Linked DNA regions of Zea mays: region 2 is linked to region 1. The links are chromatin contacts, called in public Hi-C maps. All regions are on one chromosome and are shown on one strand. The core of a region is the stretch at or near the end of the contact, and the rest is flanking DNA. Distances in the headings are between cores, read along the strand shown. Region 1 holds the start of LOC103649959 (probable serine/threonine-protein kinase PBL7). Region 2 holds the start of LOC103649964 (5'-3' exoribonuclease 3).

Region 1 (3,986 bases), core at 573-3,072:
ATGGGCCGGGTCCCAAACACTAGGATTTGGTCAAAATTCAGGTAGCCCAACCTCTGTTCGCTGGCCCATCCAGCAGCCGCGCCCTTTTCTGGCCCCGCTTACTAATACGGCACACGACTGGAGAACCTGGTGTGACACGTTTATATTGTGCAATATATATAATAACGTAAACCAACCATCCAAATTAAGAAAAGGCAGCTGGGGGTACGATAGGGCTTGGAAAAAAACCTCGAGCTCGACGAGCTGGCTCGGACTCGCAGCAGCTCGGCTCGGTTCGGACCGGCTCAACACTAAGAATGAGCCCGAGCCCTAGCGCCGTACGATGTCTCACTATCGTGTGCCACCGCCAGTCACTGACCGGCCCCGTGTAGCCAGCCATTCACGTGCGAAAACAACAATACAACTGCAACCGATCTTGCGTCTTGCCGACTGTCCGAACTCCGAACGATACAGTGCGAAATGGGTGCGTTGCTCTTGTCCAGTATGGCACTGTGCGTCCACTTCCACCCCAGGCAGGCAGGCAGCCGGGCGTCGCGGGCGCCGGACAGGTGGGTGGGTGGCGTCGCGCGAAGGCCACCGGGACACGCTGCTTGCTCTGAAAAGCCGACGAGCAGACAACGGGCCCCGGGACCCGGGACATACTAGAAGAAGGCGGCCGGGATCTGCCGACCCCACCACGGTTCACACAGTCCACACCCTTCGCCGCGCGGCGCCTGCCCGGGCCCCCCGAATGGCCGTCCTTTTCGCGCCGTGCACGCGGACAACAGTGGCACCGGAGGTCGCCTTCACGGTGCGGCCGCGCACCTGGGTGTCCTCCGGATGCAGCAGGTTGGTTGTCGTCGTTCAATAACAATCGAGGGCTTGTTCGGTTATTTTCAATCCATATGGATTGAAGGGGATTGATACGGATTGAAGGGGATTTTGACTTAATAGGGATTGAATCCCCCTCAATCCCTCTCAATCCATATGGATTGGGGTAGAACCGAACATAGTTGGGCCCGTCTGCACGAGGGTGAGGGTGGAACGGGGGTTAGGCTGGAAAGCACGCCTAACAATAATGGATATACGTATTTATTAGTAGAATCATGGCGCTCTAAACCCGCTCCTGCTCCATGTCTTAATCGGTGGATAAGGATAAGCTTAACCGTAATGCACGTAGCACTGTAGCGACCCGTCACCCGTTCTTGACTTGTCAACTACATGCCCCATCCTTTCTGGGAGTGCTGTCTTTTTTTTACTGTAAAGAACGGTCTATGTGAGCGATAACAACAGCAACCTTTTGTGATCCGTGTAAGAAAAATATAATCACACATTTCCCCCCTTTATTGTCCAACCAAAAGCTATCCTTTCTTTTAGATAAAATACCCATTTTGCCCTGCCGCACTAGGTGCTATGGTAGTGATGGAGATGGGCCAAACCTTTTGAACAAAGTAAAAACCTAACGGAAAAAAATGATCCGTTCGTCCTAGTTGTTTTCTAACTGACCAGCAGTCAATATTTACCACACTGGTGACTAATAATAAGATGAGTTTTTTTAACTTGATTTTCAAAGCGAGTACCAAAAACGACCCGGCCTGCTCGCTCGTGTTTCTCTAGATGTACGTGTTGTTCTATGGACTTTTGCAGTGCAGAGTGAAAATCCGCACTTGATTCACAAAGTCTTTATTTTAAAAAAAATTGTATTTTAGTTTCCTGAAACAGTACAGGGAATAGTGTTTTGGACGAACGCATTTGGCTCGAAATTGGAACAAGAGTCCTTCGTGTACCTACTTTTTATAGGTTGACCCCAAATAAACAACTCCATACATAACTATACCTTCACAATTCGTCAAGCAAAACTATACTAAACCCCTTCAATTAGCAATTAATCTTTCCTGCCACTAGTGAGTCTCCGACGTCCCATCGATGCTGACTTTTCCGCCTTCCCTCGGCGCCGTTTTCCGTCCTCCGCTTTCCGTCGGTTTTTTTTAACATGTTTTCAAATCTTTTAGGCCGCACGCTGCTATCCTCATCAGTCTTCTCCGCTTTTCCCCCCATCTCCTTCTGGGCGCACCAGGAAAAAAATTGATACATTCCTCGGCAGCTGCGCGAGTCCTCTGTTGATACCCCCGGCGACCCAAAGCCCCCGTCCGAGCAGCAGCAGCAGCAGCCTAACAGGATTGGGGATTTTTTTTTGCTTCGTGTTCTCCTTCTCCTGCTGTAGGCGTTGATTCGGGTGATGAGAGATGGGCTTCTTGGCGTGCTTGTGCCGATGCCCTCAGGACGGGGACGACGACGAGAAGGAGGGGGAGCAGTTCAGAATCAACCACCAGGTCGCCTCAGGTGACGGGCGATGCTCATGCTTCAAAAAAAATTCTTTCTTTCTTGCGTTATGTTTCCTGCTTTTGCCTTCGTTAGTTGTAGCAAGCATACTTCGTCAGTTCGTCTGGCTAGGAAATTCTCGTTTCTTGGTGCTTCGTTCTGATACTAGCTTGTTCGCGGTATGTGTGGCCCTGATACTATACTCCGGTACCATGCTTCCTGTGAAGCTGAACTCGCGCTTGCTGTCAGAGGGACGTTTAATTCTACAAAATGAAAATAAAACCAAGTCTACTGATTCGTGAACTTGGTAGCGTAACCGGTTTTTAGTTGTTTATTTACGCGAGTGAAGAATTGTACTCATACTCAGCCATCATGAACTTTTTTTTTTATTCTGAATAGCATGGTCAACCTTTTCTTTATCACACGGCACCCAGCCTCGCGGACGAATTCCTTTAGCAACCAAGGCTGTTAGATTTAATCTTGCCATTGTGTAGCTAGAAACAATAGGCTGTGGCTGATCAAGTGCGTAGCAGCAAAACGTGTGAGACTAGTACGCTGTTGTTGCCTTGAGCGGTTACATACTCATGGTCATGGTGTGTGAGACTGTCACTGAGAATATGGACCGAGACTTTTTGGGCCAGCACGAGCACATGAGTCAGGCTTGGATCTACATAACCTATTAAAGTTAATATTGTTTAATTTCTTTAATTTAGTAATTTATAGACTTTATATCGTTGTAATATTTGAACTTTATGTGGTCAAATGACGTTAGCATTGTTTAATATCGTTAATTTAGTAAGCTATAGACTTTATGTGGTTGTAATATTTGAATTTTATGTGATTCAAATATATACTTAGGCTTAGGTCGGCACGGTCCAACGTAGGCATGACGTGCTTTAGGGCTATGCTGATCCACTATTTCTACTATTTAGGCTTGCATGGTATAATCAAAAAAAATTTAGGCCTTCTTAACTTGAGCCCGTTAGGCCTAAAACACGATGGCCTTTGGTCCGGCTTAGCTCAATTCCCAGCACTAGAGACCATGCCGTGTCAAGTGCATACACGTGTGGAGTGCACACAAGATAGACATGATCAGGAGAGTAGTAGCTGCATGCAGCCATTAGTCTCTTTCCTTGTGATTGGTATGCTGCACATATTCGTCCGGACTGAGCGCGTGCATTGACTAAAAAGCAGCCGCTGTTTGATTAACTGTATAGAGTCAGACTGAGCCTACACCCGCAAATGCAGCATAGGTAAAAAATATATCCCTTTACTGTATGTGTGCATACGCTCCGGCGTTCAGGTTCTGGTGGGCCACGCTCGCTAGAGCCAGGCGCTGCTCGTCCGTCCATCCAATCAGCCGGTTTAAGTCTTTATTGGTGTGTGCATGATCATTAGTAGTGGCGTGAGTTTAGCATCATGGATGAGTGCTGGCCGAGTGACTTGGCTGGCCCTTATCCCTTTGCATGTATCTTTGAGTTTATACAATGAATAGAAAACCGCGTGAGGCCATGGCAGGCGTGGACCAAAAAATCCTTGTTAGCTTGTGCAGTTCTGTTCTCGCGTGTCCGTCTGCAAGAAGAGCCTCCGTGAGAGAGATTGTGAGATAGTTGAGTGATGCAATTCCAACCACATAGCGAGGAGTGGTTCCAACAAAGGTCTCGACTTCTCGATATTGCAGATCT
Region 2 (3,986 bases), core at 848-3,347, 600 kb after region 1:
TTTCTGCCTTCCCTTTCAAACTCTTCACGTAACCGTTCTTCTTCTGCAGCCTGCAGGCATAGGAATATTGAGCTGTGATTGCAATAAAATGGTTGCGTTGCAACTGCAAAAAATACTGAGAAAAAGGATAATGCACCATAGTTTTTAAGGCGTCCATAAGGCGACGCTTAAGTGTCGCCTAAGCGGTAAGGTGAGGGTGGCTCGCCTTAGCGTCGCCTAGGCGGTAATGCGATGGTGGCTCGCCTCATCTCGCCTTACCGCCTTAAAAACTATGTAATGCGCAATCATGCACAAACCAAAAGAAAATATTTCGGTAGAATACTGACCGCATCAGCTGCATCTTTTGCAGCCCTGAATCGTCTTGAGCGCTGCTGGTTCATCTTAGCACGAGGAGCAACACCATCTGTAAAGCCATCATACCACAGTTAAAAATTATGAGCAACAATAAATCAAATACTACAGGTATAAGAACTAAATTGATCATTGAATTTATAAGATAAGCTCATTCCAAAAGGGCAGACGTGAATTATTACAGATGAGAACAAACATCCATAAGGTGCAAACACTTACATAGTTATGACAAGGTAATCCACATGCACATAGTATACACAATAGAATTACACAGAATCATGACTTCTACATGATCATACAACTAGAGAAACTCAGCTAATCCACACAGCAGTAAAAATAAATAGGTAGAAGTGCAATAAATTTCCTCAGCATATTCCACGTACCAATGGCCATGTACAAAAGCCTCCGGGGGCGAACCATGACGAATAGTCTGTCGATATAATCAAACATGCACTGGAAAACCTCACCAAATGTTGTTGGGGAGGGCTACAGAGAAAACCATGGTCAACATTTAAATCAGCAAGGAAAATAAATGACGATTAAGTTAATGTTACATGGTTTTACAGATAATAAAGCAAATAGTTCCAATAAAAAGGATTTAGTGCTTTTTTATCGTATTGGTATCTTTTTCTTTCTTCCTCTCTGGTTTGTGGCTGATGTTGACTGTTGAGGCAGCTACCACTGCTCCTTTCACTAAACCTATAGATATTGAAATAATACCATACAGTCTGCTAACTGAAATTGGTCCAAAATCATCAACATAAATAGCTCCAAAAAGGCAACTATTTGTTGGCAATTTGCTTCCATTGCAGTTTAGCAAACAGAAACAGAATAAATCTGTACAATTCAGATAAACGTTACTTTGAAAAACGGGATGAGTTGCGTCATTGTCTCAATGACTCTGAGATGACTGGAAAACAATTTAGCAGCTCATTTCTCTAGCAGCAATCAGATACTAGCAGCGTACGAGCTAAAATAACCAATTCCCTCCTCCAACTTCTCACTAGTCAATAGTCCAATCACAAACCTACCTGATTACCGCAAACGCATCTAGCCGGATTACCGCATCTCTCCAACGCCTAAGGCCCTGTTTGGAACCTCTAAAACTAATAGTTAGCTACTAAAAATTAGTTGCTGGGTTCCAAAAAGCCTCAGCTAATTGTTAGCTACCTCACAACTAACAATTAGTTCATTAGCTGGCTCAACCCAGCTAATAATTTATTAACTGGCTAACTGTTAGCTTTAGGGGTTCCAAACAGAGCCTGAAGCAACCCAACCAATAATAGAGAGGGAGGAGGAAGGAAGAAGTCGTACTTACCCTGTCCTCCGGGTGGAAGCAGGGGTGTATGATTCCGTTCATATCGAGGTAGAGGTTGTCGAACTCGAGGCTGTTGGGGTTGGGCTTGGAGGTGTCGACGGGCACCTTGACGCCCTCGATCTCTACGGGCTCCTCCTCCACCACGTCCACCACCACCATCGGGTACTTCTCCGCCAGCCATCGGTAGAACGCCGGAACACCCATATCCGCTGCTGACGCCGCCGGCGCGAGGGAGGCCTTGCCGGAGGTCTATCCCTAGTAGTAGGCAGACGGTGAGAAGAGGCGCGAAACCCTAACGAAGAGGTCCGGTCACTGTCGAGACGGACTCATCTGTCGGGCCAGTCGAGCAACGAAAAATCTGTCTATGACGTCTGTCCATCGAGTTTTTTTTTCTATTATAGCACTCTTTTGGTTAGGCTTCTCCTATTTAGTACTCTCTCCATTTATAAGTATATGACCCTGTTGATTTTTAAAAAAAATAAATATTCATCTTATTAAAAAATAATAAGTTATCATTTATTTTTTTATTTGTTTTATCACTTAAGATAGTTTGTGTTTGACGAAAAATTTTACATTGTTGAATAAAAATTTTGAATAATACGAGTAGTTAAAGTTTTCAAAAAAATCAATGGTGTCATATATTTGTGAAAGAATGTAGTACCTACAACATTATATCATTTATAATAGTATTATAAGTAATCTTATTCCTCCAAATAGTATTCTCACGCATTTTTAATTATTTCTGTTTTTTTATTTTCCCCTCATCTCCTAAAGTGACCGCACTACCCCTTCCTATTTTTCGTCTCTGCGGCTCTCTGTTCTGTTCATTGGCTTGCCTTTCCATCCGGAGAAATTTGTATTTTTGACACTCTAAACAAGTGACTTTGCATAATTGACACTCCAAAGATTGACACCGTAAATTTAACCCCCCCCCCCCCCAAGATTGACATATTGATTTACTTGACATTTTATCCTTTTAATAATTTTATTTTTCTTTTTTCTACATTCTGGATTTTCAAAGGACCAATTTACCCTTATTCTACATTTCGTATAGATAGACACAAGCTCTCTCCCCGTATACAAGTCAGACACAACAACAAAAGGGAATCGCACAAATAGAGTTGTCGCCGGCAGGGAGGCGGTCGACCTCACCGAGGATGTCACCCTAGTCGTCGCCTCCCTCCTTCGGGTTGGTGCCCTCCCTCTCACTCTCCCTGGAATATCCTTCTCGCTCACTCCACTAGTTCTCAAACGCATCACAAGTGTGTGCATGCTCGAGCCCCTGTTGTTTTCATAGCTGCTCATGGAGGAAAAGGTGGTTGGACGTCATGGCTCACTATTTTTCTTTAGATGTCGTATTTGGCTCTGATGCGCAGACCAAGAAGAAAATTATTAATCCTTCTAGTTTTGTGTTTCATCCGGTTCATATTTTAATCAACTTTATTTTTTAATAAAATCATAGATTGAATCGTTGATGTATGCAACTTCATTTGTAGAAACACTCAGATGGATTGTTCTCGTGATTGTAGTAGTAGCAGCTATAGTTGCGATCTTAAGCTAATTCATAAACCAAGTCCAATTATCTTCTGTTTCAGATGCAATAAACCCATAAGCAAGTGGATACTGAAAGTGCATTCATCCCTTTTGTGAGTTTTGGTGATTTGGATGACAACACATTTAAAAGACTAACAAGTTTGCTAAGTGTCGAACAGGAAATTCAGTATGATGAACATACTTGAATAGTGTATAATGATCAGTGAACAAAGGTTCAACACGAGGTTAAATAACCAATGAGACAATGCAAATGGATATAATATGGTCTCTGTATTGGTTTGAATATATATGGACAAGACCTGAGAAATCACTACATACATATGATCAGAATAGAGGATGAAGTGATTAAGAGGATTGGTCAAGCCAAAGTAAATAAGATATGAGGAATCGTGAATTGGCTTGACCATATTACTATCAGTCCATATATGCTCCTATGAGAATCAAACTAGAGCTTGATTGATCTTAATAGTTATATCTAGAAGACATTCAAGCAAAGTTCACAATATTGAAGAAATGATTCTCTTAATGGATGCTCAATATGATGTGACTCAAGAATGGCTTGATAGGGTGAAGATAGCAAGGAAAGGGCTTCGAGGAACTAAGCGAAGGTGAAGGCCAAGCGACGGCTTGTGGACCGAGGTACCATGGCTAAGGTGAAGAAGAGAGTACTTGCACTAAGTCGATAAACTAATTAGCTATGAAGAGTTATAACATGTTGATGCATCAGTAAGGTGACTTAAATCCATGATTTGATCTCATATAT

The links. Hi-C and Micro-C count contacts between places; a contact is called where the count stands out from the background.
Region 2: a contact with region 1 is called in a Hi-C map of ear, with 2.9 times the contacts expected there. The contact joins the promoter of LOC103649964 here to the promoter of LOC103649959 in region 1. A contact is called at or near these places in 2 of 25 Hi-C or Micro-C datasets (ear and tassel).

What each region holds. Positions count from the first base shown.
Region 1 is chr3:37,289,428-37,293,413 of Zm-B73-REFERENCE-NAM-5.0, forward strand. LOC103649959 (probable serine/threonine-protein kinase PBL7) reads left to right here and starts at 1,823. Exons shown (of 5, transcript XM_008675652.4): 1 at 1,823-2,322. The coding sequence starts at 2,226.
Region 2 is chr3:37,885,039-37,889,024 of Zm-B73-REFERENCE-NAM-5.0, forward strand. It overlaps LOC103649964 (5'-3' exoribonuclease 3), which reads right to left and starts at 2,098. Exons shown (of 23, transcript XM_008675656.3): 1 at 1,670-2,098; 2 at 735-837; 3 at 327-403; 4 at 1-50. The coding sequence starts at 1,873.